3 separate regions of the Mus musculus genome follow, and all the other regions are linked to region 2. The links are chromatin contacts, called in public promoter capture Hi-C maps. All regions are on one chromosome and are shown on one strand. Each heading gives the region's core, a stretch centred on a gene start, on an enhancer-like site or on the middle of the called end of the contact. The rest is flanking DNA. Distances are from core to core; before and after follow the strand shown. Region 1 holds the start of Sema3g (sema domain, immunoglobulin domain (Ig), short basic domain, secreted, (semaphorin) 3G). Region 2 holds the start of Stimate (STIM activating enhancer). Region 3 holds the start of Stab1 (stabilin 1).

Region 1 (3,287 bases), core at 13-2,512, 390 kb after region 2:
TCTGAAAGGTTGGTGGGGAGCATCCTGCTTCCCCCCTTCTGAGGTCTCAGGCCATTCCATCTGGGAGGCCTACCCTATGGGTGTTTCTAGAACCCTGGGAGCTGAAAGGAGAGTTCAGGGCAGGGTGAGGTGAGAGGTGGGGTCAGCAGGTCCAGAAACTGCTCTGAAAGTGTGTGTGTGTGTGGGGGGGGTGTCCCACTTACCCAGATTCAGGGCCTTGGTGCATCTTCCCCTTGGCTCCTTTTAATGCACTCCACACCAGAGTTTAGGGCAGAACTGTGATCCCTGTAGAGCCCATGGGCTTGGGAGGAACTCACCACGGACCTATTGTGCTCTGGCCCCTGGGCCTCCAAAGCACTGGGGCCTGGAGGAAGCAAGACAATAGAAGTTCTCCTAAGCATGGAATAAAAGCATGGAATAAAACTTACCCCTTACCTCAGAGCAAGCCTGCTGAACTGAGATAGAGCCCTGTGGATTCAGAGAGGGGCTGTGGAGCCTGGGGAGGTCTGGGTGGGAGCCTTAGGTCAGTGGTTCTCAACCTTCCTAACGCTGCAACCCTTTAGTACAGTTCCTCATGTTGTGATGATTCTCCAACCATAAAATTATTTTCATTGCTACCTCATAACTGCCATTTTGTTAGCGTTATGAATTGTAATGTACATCTCCGTGGTTTCAGATGATCTTAGGCGACTCCTGTGAAAAGCCCATTTGACCCTCAAAGGGGCCGTGACCCACAGGCTGAGAACCATTGCCTCCGTTTCTTACCAGTGCCAGACCTATGATGTATGGCTGGACCTTAAGCCCTACCAGCATGAAGTTGAAGTGAATCCTCTACCCACACAGCAGCTTAGGCACAGGGGAGAGCTTGGCAGTCAGGTCAAGGATACCTGGCTGGCTCAGGACTAGTGATGCCTCTCTGGAGAGGCAGGGAGTAAAGCCAGACCCCCACCTGATTCCTGACCTCTCTCTCAGGTTATCCCTTCCCCTTGCTGCTTTGTTGGAGCCTAGGCACTTGCATTTGTGAGTGTCTGTCATTCAAACTGTCCACACCTCAGCTGGGTCAGAGTCTCCCAAGGGGGAGCAGGCCAGTTAGCTGCACGGGCATTGAGCGGGCCGGCCGGCTGAGGTGGCCGGAGAAACTGCAGGTAGATGGCAGGCTTGGAGCACTTCGCTCTTCCTCTCCCGCCTTCCCGCCCAGCACTGGGTGGAGCCACTGCCTTATAAGTGGCTGGCCTGGTGGCAGCAGAGCAAACTACATCCAGCAGCAGGATCAGAGGGCAGCTCATTTTTTTTTCCCAGCATGGACCCATCTGCGTGGGCCATCTGCTGCCTCCTGGGGAGCCTTCTGTTCCATGTGGGCATCCCCAGCCCTGGTCCCAGCCCCAGTGTGCCTCGTCTGCGGCTCTCCTACAGAGGTACTGGCCAGTGCTGTCCTGTTTGTGTGCATGCTGTGAATGTCTGTGAATGTCCGTGGCTCTAGGACATCCTTTAATCAGCCAGCAGCAGCATGGGTAAGGTTTCCTGGTCAGACCCTGAATGATGCTAGGGATGACTGTGGGCAGGAAAGGTAGACACATCCTGAGAGCCATGGCCAAAGTGGAAGACTAATACAAGGGGGAAACTGAGGAGACTGCTACAAAGGAAGGGTGGGAGATGGAAACAAGGAAGGGGGACGGAGGTACAGAGCAGAGGGAGGGTATAAAGAGGGTCTGGGCAGACATCAAGGGAGTGGGTAGAAGTCTGTCCTTCTGGTCCTGAGCCACAAGGAAAGGAGGAGCCTCTCCCACCTCTTGTAGCCTGTCCTGACTTATCATCATCCACGCTCACTTGACCATCCTCTCTCCATCTATAGTCCAGGAGAGTCTCAGCTTTCCTCTGCCATCTTCTCTCGGTGTCTCTGTCTCTGTCTCTGTCTCTCTGTCTCTGTTTCTCTCTGTCTCTCTCTCTGTCTCTCTCTCTGTCTCTGTCTCTCTCTCTCTCTCTCTCTCTCTCTCTCTCTCTCTCTCTCTCTCTCTCTGTGTGTGTGTGTGTGTGTGTGTGTGTAGAAGTGGTTCTCCGCTCTAGCCTAGCTGTGTGGTTCTGCCTTTTTTGATGGTCTGAGACAAATAAAACTAGGATTTAATTATAGATTCTTCTTCAACAAAAATGTATGGCAGCTATGTATCTGTGTGTCTATGTATGTATGTATGTATGTATGTATGTATGTATGTATCTATCTATCTATCTATCTATCTATCTATGTATCTATGTATCTGAGTGAGGGATGTGAGAGTGTTTTGTCTAGGTGCACATGTGCCACAGTGCATGCTGTACATGTGTATAGGTCAGAAGACAACTTGCAGGAACTGGTTCTCTCTACCATGTGAGGCTCTGGGGGTCAAACTCAGGTTGTCAGGTTTGGCAAGTACCTTTACCCACTGAGCCATCTCAGAAGCCCCGCAGATTTTTCCTGGGGGAGAGGAATCATCTTCTCTGGGGAACAGCAGTCAGAAGGGGGATGGCACAAGCTTGCTGTGGAGACCATGTGGGTAAAGGGCTCTTTGTTCGGGGAGCTGTGGCTTTGAGGGACAATCAGGCTACTCTGAGAGGGAAGTCTCAGAGTCTATATTAATCAAGCAGGGTATCCTGAAGAGGCCACCAGTGAGTTTGAGGATGGAGTGTGGTGCCTGAGGAGTTCTGGACAAAGGTTACTCTGGGCCTTCCCAAGTGGGGCAGGCAGCCCCTTCTGGACAACTCTGCCAGTCCTTTGCTGGGGCCTTGCTTCCACCTCCCCAAGCAGAAGCAAGGAACTATATCAAAACTCTTGGGGCTCTGATCCTTCCATCTTTGGGGTCAGCTGATAGGGCAGTGTGTACAAGGGAGAATGTCATTTGTCCACAGCTCTGAGGCTGGAGTTCTGTCAGGCCATGCCTGGTCTGCCCTGTGTCTTGGTGTGCCCCCCGCTGAGGAATGTTCCCCTGGCCTCCCCTCTCCCCATTGGCTCCAGTCTTTTGCGTGTTCACACTCTTCCACCTTCTTCCTGGCTCTCCCAGCTCTTGTCCAGGCTCTTTGATGTAATTGCTGTCAGTGGGGCTTTCTTCCCTGGTTACTTAGCAAAGATACTGAGATACAAGGATCCAAGCACTTAGATAGGATACTGGGGAGTTGTCAGATGAAAGACCAAGGGTCTGAAGAATGGAGGACAGGGGACCATTAGGATGTGGCGTGGTGGCAGAATGCTTGGATGCTGAGCATGATGGAGGGTAACCCTAAGTTTAATCTCCAGGTCAACTAAAAAACAAAACAAA
Region 2 (3,091 bases), core at 570-3,069:
CAGATCCTCTGGCTCTCCCTGAACATGAGCTGTAACTGCTGAGTGCTTAGTGTGTAAGGTCCTTCTCGGACTTAAAGGGAATGATGGGACTTTACATTTCCCTTATACGTTCATTTAGTTTCACAATCTTTTTCAATAAAAAAAACTTTAAATAAATTTACATTTCAATAAATTAAATATACATAAGTTAAAATTCAGGTAAATTTACATTTGCTGTGTGCCAAATCTGTGCCAAGAGTGAATCAACACTAGCTCTGCCTTTAGAAAGCTCATACCAGGGGAGAGACCTAGCTGTCTGAACCAACATACATACAGCTGAAAGTGCTGGTGGAGCAGAGCACACAGAAGGTGAAGGTGCAGTGGAGATGGGCAGACAGGTGGCTTGCCGCCTAGGCAGCAGCTCATGGCACAGGGCTAGAGAGTAGTATCCATACCGGTGTGCGAGGAGACGGTAAGAGAAAGGCTGCAGAATTGCATTTCCTATGGATTGCAGAGTCTATATCCCTGTTAAATAAAACAAACAAACTTTGGAAAGCATTTAGTCCTCTTTGATAATTAGAACTTCTTGAGGAAATGTCTTTAAAGTTAGTATTTATTGTTCCAAAAAGATACCTTGATGTAGGTTAGACCTGTACCATGCACATGCCCATTGACATGCAGCAGACAAGTCAGAGCTCTAGGGCACCAGCAAGAGGTGTCTAGAGAGACAGCAGAGATGTCTAGGGGTCTGGGTAGTAAGACAAACTTAAATTGGAGTCTGTGCACACCGGTGGTTTGGAGGTAAAAAAAAAAAAAAAAAGAAAGAAAAGAAACCAGACTGGGTGTGGTGGCATATGCCTTTAGAGAAAGTCGGGCAGATTCTGGGCTACATAATGAGTTCCAGATGCTGTCTCAAAACAAAATCCGTTCTATTTGTAGTTGTATCTCAGAAGTGAACAGAGCAAGGACTTGTGCATGTTGACTTTGCACTTAAACTCACCCTTTTTATAAAGCGAAAAGTGGCTGGATTGAAGTAACCATTTAAAGTGGGGGTGGGGGACAAGTGTAGTGGCACTTAACTGCAGTCCTAGCTACCTCGGAGGCTGAGGTGGAAAGATCATTTTTTTTGTCCAAAGGTTCAGATTAGCCTGGACAATTCAACAAGACCAATCTCAAGCAAAGTAGCAAAACCAGACAGACTGGTGTCACAGACCTACCTATAATTCACTTAGAGTGCGTGAGTGTGAAGATCAGGAGTTCAAGGCCATCATTGTTTCTAGGTCCTTGTTTTAAGTTTGAGGACAGGCAGGGTTAAGAAAGTGCCTGTTTCAAAACAAAACCCCCACAAATTATGTTTGGGAACAGGGATTCACCCTGGAGCTTTGAATAGTGAGTTGAATCCTCTGGCTTTTGACCATGAAAGTAGAACACTCAATCCCTGGCGTGGGAAGAAGACCTCAGACGGCTGAGACTATTGTACTCAATACCGTGCCTTAGCATAATGTTGCCTCAGGTTCTGGACTCCACTTCCGAAGTAGTGAACCGAATCTGAGGGCAGAATGTAGGAGTATTCTTAGGAAATTGTCCAGGGCATTTATAGATTTGCCTTGGAGGGGAAAGGGATTTAGCAACAGACTCCATCACTGTCCCTGACACTGCTCTCATGACCTAGAACACAGGGCTCTGGGGATTCCTTTTACACAGTCTGGCTCACCTGCTCTACCTACCTGCAGAGATTCTCCTCCAGCCCCGCCCCTAGCCCTGGCTAGAGCCCCGCCCCGGAGGGAATCGAAGCCCGCCTCACGCCTGGCTCAACCAATCAAGCTCTACGATCTCGGACGTCGGGTTACGCGCGGCGCGGAGGCGGCCGCGGGCTGAGATACCGGCACCCAGCTCCAGGTCCGGGGTCGCGGCTGGGCAGCGCGACCCGGGCTGCAGCGAGGCCGGCGGCCCCTCGCGCCCTCCCGTCAGGCCGCCATGCAAGGCCCGGGAGGGAACGTGAGCCGCGGATTGCCGAGCGGGCCGGCCTCCACGGTCGCGTCCGGGGCGGGCCGCTGTGAGAGCGGCGCGCTCATGCACAGTTTCGGCATCTTCCTGCAGGGGCTGCTCGGCGTCGTGGCCTTCAGCACATTGATGCGTGAGTCCGGGACCCCAGCCCCTCCCCGTCCCCACGTCGACCGCCGCAGTCCCAGCCCCACCCCGGGGACCCTCCTGCCCTTAGAGTTCCGGCCTGGGCACCGGGCCCTTGGGCTGCGGTGCCTCCCTCTCCCGCGAGACGGTGCTGGTTATTCGAGACTAGAAGGGAGTCCGGGACCCTGGGCTGAGAGCTTTTGGCCAGGAGTGACCCTGCCCCTCACCACCTCCACCTTAGACCTGTCTCTTGTCTGATGTCAGCCTAAATCTGGTCCCCTCCCACTTTGCCGTCGCAAATTAAGGTTACCTCACTTTTCGGTATGGACCGAGATTACCCCCCCCCCCCCATAGCTTCTTCTCAGGGGCTCCTCGTAGCCTTCCTCCCCTTGGCTCTTAGACCCCCACACCCTTAAGTGTCTGCTAGCCTAATGCTGGGCTCCTCTCTGAACCTTCACTCCCAGTGTTTGCCCTCTCTGTTGGGTGTGGGGAGACTCACCCACACCCACCTGTAGTGTTAGGGCAGTGCAGTCGGTGCTCCCACATTGCTGCGCGACCCCCAGCCCTACTCCCTCTATTGTTCAGGGAAGATCCTCTCTGACTGCCGCGGTACCCACATCCCAGCCTCCCTTTTCACCTGTTCAGCTCTGTCCTGAGCTTTCCCAATTAAGTTGTATCTGAAGTTTCCGCTTGCTGTTCTTCCAAACCACGTTTGTTATTTACATTTTTAAATTTCCTCTTTTTTCGTGAAACTCTGACAACCCTCCTGGTTGACTTGATGGAGGAGGCTAGAGGCTCCGGGAAAGTCTCAGAGGCACTTCTTGGGGAGTTTTATAGTAAAGAAGGAAGTCACAGATGGCCCTTGTTGCCCAATGGGGGTTGGAGGAAGGGTCATATTTGCCCTTGGGTTGGGAGGTTGTGCTGTTTCTCTGATGGGCACATACACACACACAGACACTAAAGGATGGAGTTCTCTTGGCAC
Region 3 (3,460 bases), core at 38-2,537, 340 kb after region 2:
GTGGCAAGGTGCTTTTCCAGCTTGGCACAACCTGGATCTTGTGGTTTTCCATCATGTTTATCCTGATGTCCCACCTGCTCCACCCAGCCCTGGCCTGGCCATGAAATCCCCTTCCCACGGGACCAAGCCCCCATGGCTGCCTGGTGGTGGATCCCCTCTCTCTGCCACGGGAGCCTCGGAAGCTGCCTAAGATGAAGGTGAACTCGGTTTCACGAGGGAAGCTCCTTTGCCCAGATACAGATCCAAAACTCAGTCTCCACACTTGTGGGAAGCTCTCCCCAAAGCTCACGCAGCAATTCTGAGCTGGGGAGACCTAGGGACAGGCCCTCTTGGCCTCCGGAGCCATGCTACAACCACTCACGAGGCCCTGTGTTCTCAGCACACTGGGTGGGGAATGGCAGTCCTGAGTAAGAATCGCAGGCTGTGGTCCCAACTATGGCTCCAGAGGGAACAGCTTGCGGCTCTCCTCCTCGGGCCTGGGATTTCGAACAGGAGAAACAAACAAGCTTGCTAAAGACTATAAAGACTGAAGGGGCCACGTTCAGGGGCCTCTCTGAGACTTAAGAACATTGTTGTTGGTTGCTGTCTGTCCAATGGATCTCGTCTGTTCCACACAGGCTTGGGGCTGGCCACGGGCATATTGGTGGCCAAGTTCTGATTGAGCCCCTTGGTTTATAGTTCCCGGAGGATAGGTAACGATCACATTTAAAAGCCCCAGGTGAGGGCCGCATAGACTATGGTCTCAGTCTGGGAAAGAAGGCCAGGAGGATGGGGCTGGCTCTGTCCCTGTTCACTCATAAGCTAGGCAACCCAGGATGACTGCCCAGAGTACATGACCAGCTAGCCCGACAGAGTTAGAGGGGAAAAATTGCTGAAGCCTTTAAGCTTCAGGTAGAACAGCCGTAGACTTCAGCCTGGGGAGGTGGAACAATAGTCTGGGTCCCTGGGCCCCCAGGGAGCTCAGACAGGTACCAGCTGCTTTGATACCCCCACCCCAACACATCCATACACAAACTATCATGGTCCCTCCCTGTTCCCTGACCCTGGCTCCCACTCACCGTCTGCCCTCGGATGAAGCTGGAGTCTGACAGGCAGAGGACCAGGACACAGAGCAGAAGGAGGGTTCGGGGCTCTGCCATAGCAGGCAGGTCTGCTGTCTGAGACAAAAGTAGTGTGGGGACAGTGATTGCAGCAGCGGCAGGCAGCGAGTGAACTCCAAGAGGCAGGCATGAGGAAGGAGGCAGGACAGGGTGGGTGAGCAGCCGCTTTAAAAGCTATCCGTCAGCTCACCCCCACAGGAACCCACCAGGATTTCCTCCTGCGTATCAGCAGCCTGCAGGCGGAAGGGAAGACGCTGGCCAGTGACCCCCACATGGACGACCTGGGCCCTGTTCAGGGCTTCCTGGCCCAGGACGCTGCTCCCTGGCACCATAGTCTAGAGGTCCAGACCCACCATTAGCCACCTGCCTGGGGTCTAGGGGAGATTCTAAAGCAAATTTAAGCACCAATAAATAATTTTCCCTGCATCTGTCAAGCTGGCTTTTTCATTCAGAAGCTTCGGGGTTCTGGTGCCTAGGAGGTTGTTGGACAGCCCCTGGGCTGGCTGGCCCCCAGGTGAGCTGCCTCAGTCTTTCCGTCAGACACCAGTAGAGGTGGAAACACCATGCTAGCCCCTCAGACTGGTCTCCCCTACCAGCCTCATGGCCTTCCTGAGCCCACCCCTAACTCTGCAGCCACAGCCCAGGTTCCATTGCACTTCAGTCCTCTATGCTTGTGGTGGGTGGGTGGGTGTCTGTGACGTCCCTCACTTGGCCCTGAAGTCTGTAGTGACTGGGTAGAGCCACCGAGCACAGTCTGGGGGGTTCCTTTAATCTTTTAGGGACCTCCACTCAGGCAAACCCAGGATTCATGGATTCAAAGCAGGAAAGAATTCAGAACTGGCGGGTATGAAATAAAACTGAGGTTTCATTAAAAATAGTGTTTAAAAAAAAAAAAACCACACCCAAGAACATGTGTGCAGATCTCTCAGTCACCATTTAATAAGACTTAAGGGTTTTGTTGCTGGGCTTGTTGCTGTTGTTAGTGTTGTTGTTTTGTTTGTTGTTGTTTTTTCGAGACAGGGTTTCTCTGTGTAGCCCTGGCTGTCCTGGAACTCACTCTGTAGACCAGGTTGGCCTTGAACTCAAGAAATCCACCTGCCTCTGCCTTCTAAGTGCTGTGATTAAAGATGTGCATCACCACCGCCCATATCTATTTATTTACATCTCAAATGCTGCCTGGTCCCCCTCACAGAATCCCTCCCCGTCCCACTTCCCCTTTTCCTCTGAGAGCATGGGGCCCTCCTGGGACATCAAGTCTCTGCAAGATAAGGTGCATCTTTTCCCACCGAGGCTGGACAAGGCTGCCCTATTGGGGAAGAAACTCTCAGTCAGGCTACAGCTTTAGGGAGGGCCTCTGCCCCTTTGCTGGACTCTTTCCTTCCCACGTGTCCGTACATTTTCCCTTTCTACTTTGCTTCTTTTTGTTTTTTCGAGACAGGGTTTCTCTGTGTAGACCAGGCTGGCCTTGAACTCAGAAATTCGCCTGCCTCTGCCTCCTAAGTGCTGGGATTAAAGGCGTATGCCACCATGCCCAGCCTTCTACTTTGCTTCTTGGCCAACTGGGGCTTTTCTATTCCAGTAAATTAACTGCAAGGGTATATGCTATGGGTGTATATATATGGTAAAGGTATACGGTAGAGGTATATGGTATATGTCTGTGTGCTCTTCCCTTCTCCCAGGTAGGTGTGGTCTCTGATGGTGAAGCTAATTGGTTTGGACTAAAATCTCTTGCTGTGCCTCACAAAGCAGACGCATGGGTCTGGGCTGCAGCATGGGCTTCAGTTACGCGCCACAGGCTTTGTCGTCAACTGGCCAACTAAGTCCTTTCTGTCTCCTCTAAATGTTGCCTCGGCTAGTCTTTCTGGCTGCTGTCCTCAGGGCTGCCTGATTAAAGAAGTAGATTTTCTTTGTTCAGATAAACTCGGCCTGGGTTTTTTTTTCCATTAATCACGGTTCAGAGCACTTTTTTGACCTGACACCAGGCTTTGGGGCAGCCCAGGGCCTGATTTCAGCCCCTCTGGCACTGGCAATCAGCTGGCACTGCTCTTTAATAGTTCATTTTTGTCTCTCCTGGAGTACTGTTAGCTGAGAAAGGACAGGAGTACCATCTGGACTGACACCGGTGTGGAACAGACAAGGAAGGGATAAAATGAAGTTGTTCTTTGGTTTTGTTTTGAGACAGATATAGCCTTGGCTGTCCTGGAAGGAACTCAGGCTGGCCTTGAACCCAGAGATCCACCTGAGTCTGCCTCCTGAGTGCTGGAACTAAGGTGTACGCCACCACTTCCAGCTGAAGATGGTTTCTATTGTTTACCTAGACCCCAGGTTTGACCACAGCTCAGCATTGCTCTGCTCTGGGG

The links. Promoter capture Hi-C pulls out the DNA fragments that hold promoters and counts their contacts.
Region 1: a contact with region 2 is called in a promoter capture Hi-C map of cranial neural crest. The contact joins the promoter of Sema3g here to the promoter of Stimate in region 2. A contact is called at or near these places in 2 of 39 promoter capture datasets (cranial neural crest and liver).
Region 3: a promoter capture Hi-C map of liver shows a contact between it and region 2, with 1.6 times the contacts expected there. The contact joins the promoter of Stab1 here to the promoter of Stimate in region 2. A contact is called at or near these places in 4 of 39 promoter capture datasets (cranial neural crest, liver and second pharyngeal arch cranial neural crest) and 2 of 9 other capture datasets (adipose tissue and pancreatic islet).

The regions. Positions count from the first base shown.
Region 1 is chr14:31,216,611-31,219,897 of GRCm38.p6, forward strand. Sema3g (sema domain, immunoglobulin domain (Ig), short basic domain, secreted, (semaphorin) 3G) reads left to right here and starts at 1,263. Exons shown (of 16, transcript NM_001025379.1): 1 at 1,263-1,415. The coding sequence starts at 1,301.
Region 2 is chr14:30,823,775-30,826,865 of GRCm38.p6, forward strand. Stimate (STIM activating enhancer) reads left to right here and starts at 1,820. Exons shown (of 8, transcript NM_028839.4): 1 at 1,820-2,116. The coding sequence starts at 1,957.
Region 3 is chr14:31,167,354-31,170,813 of GRCm38.p6, forward strand. Stab1 (stabilin 1) reads right to left here and starts at 1,288. Exons shown (of 69, transcript NM_138672.2): 1 at 1,059-1,288. The coding sequence starts at 1,139.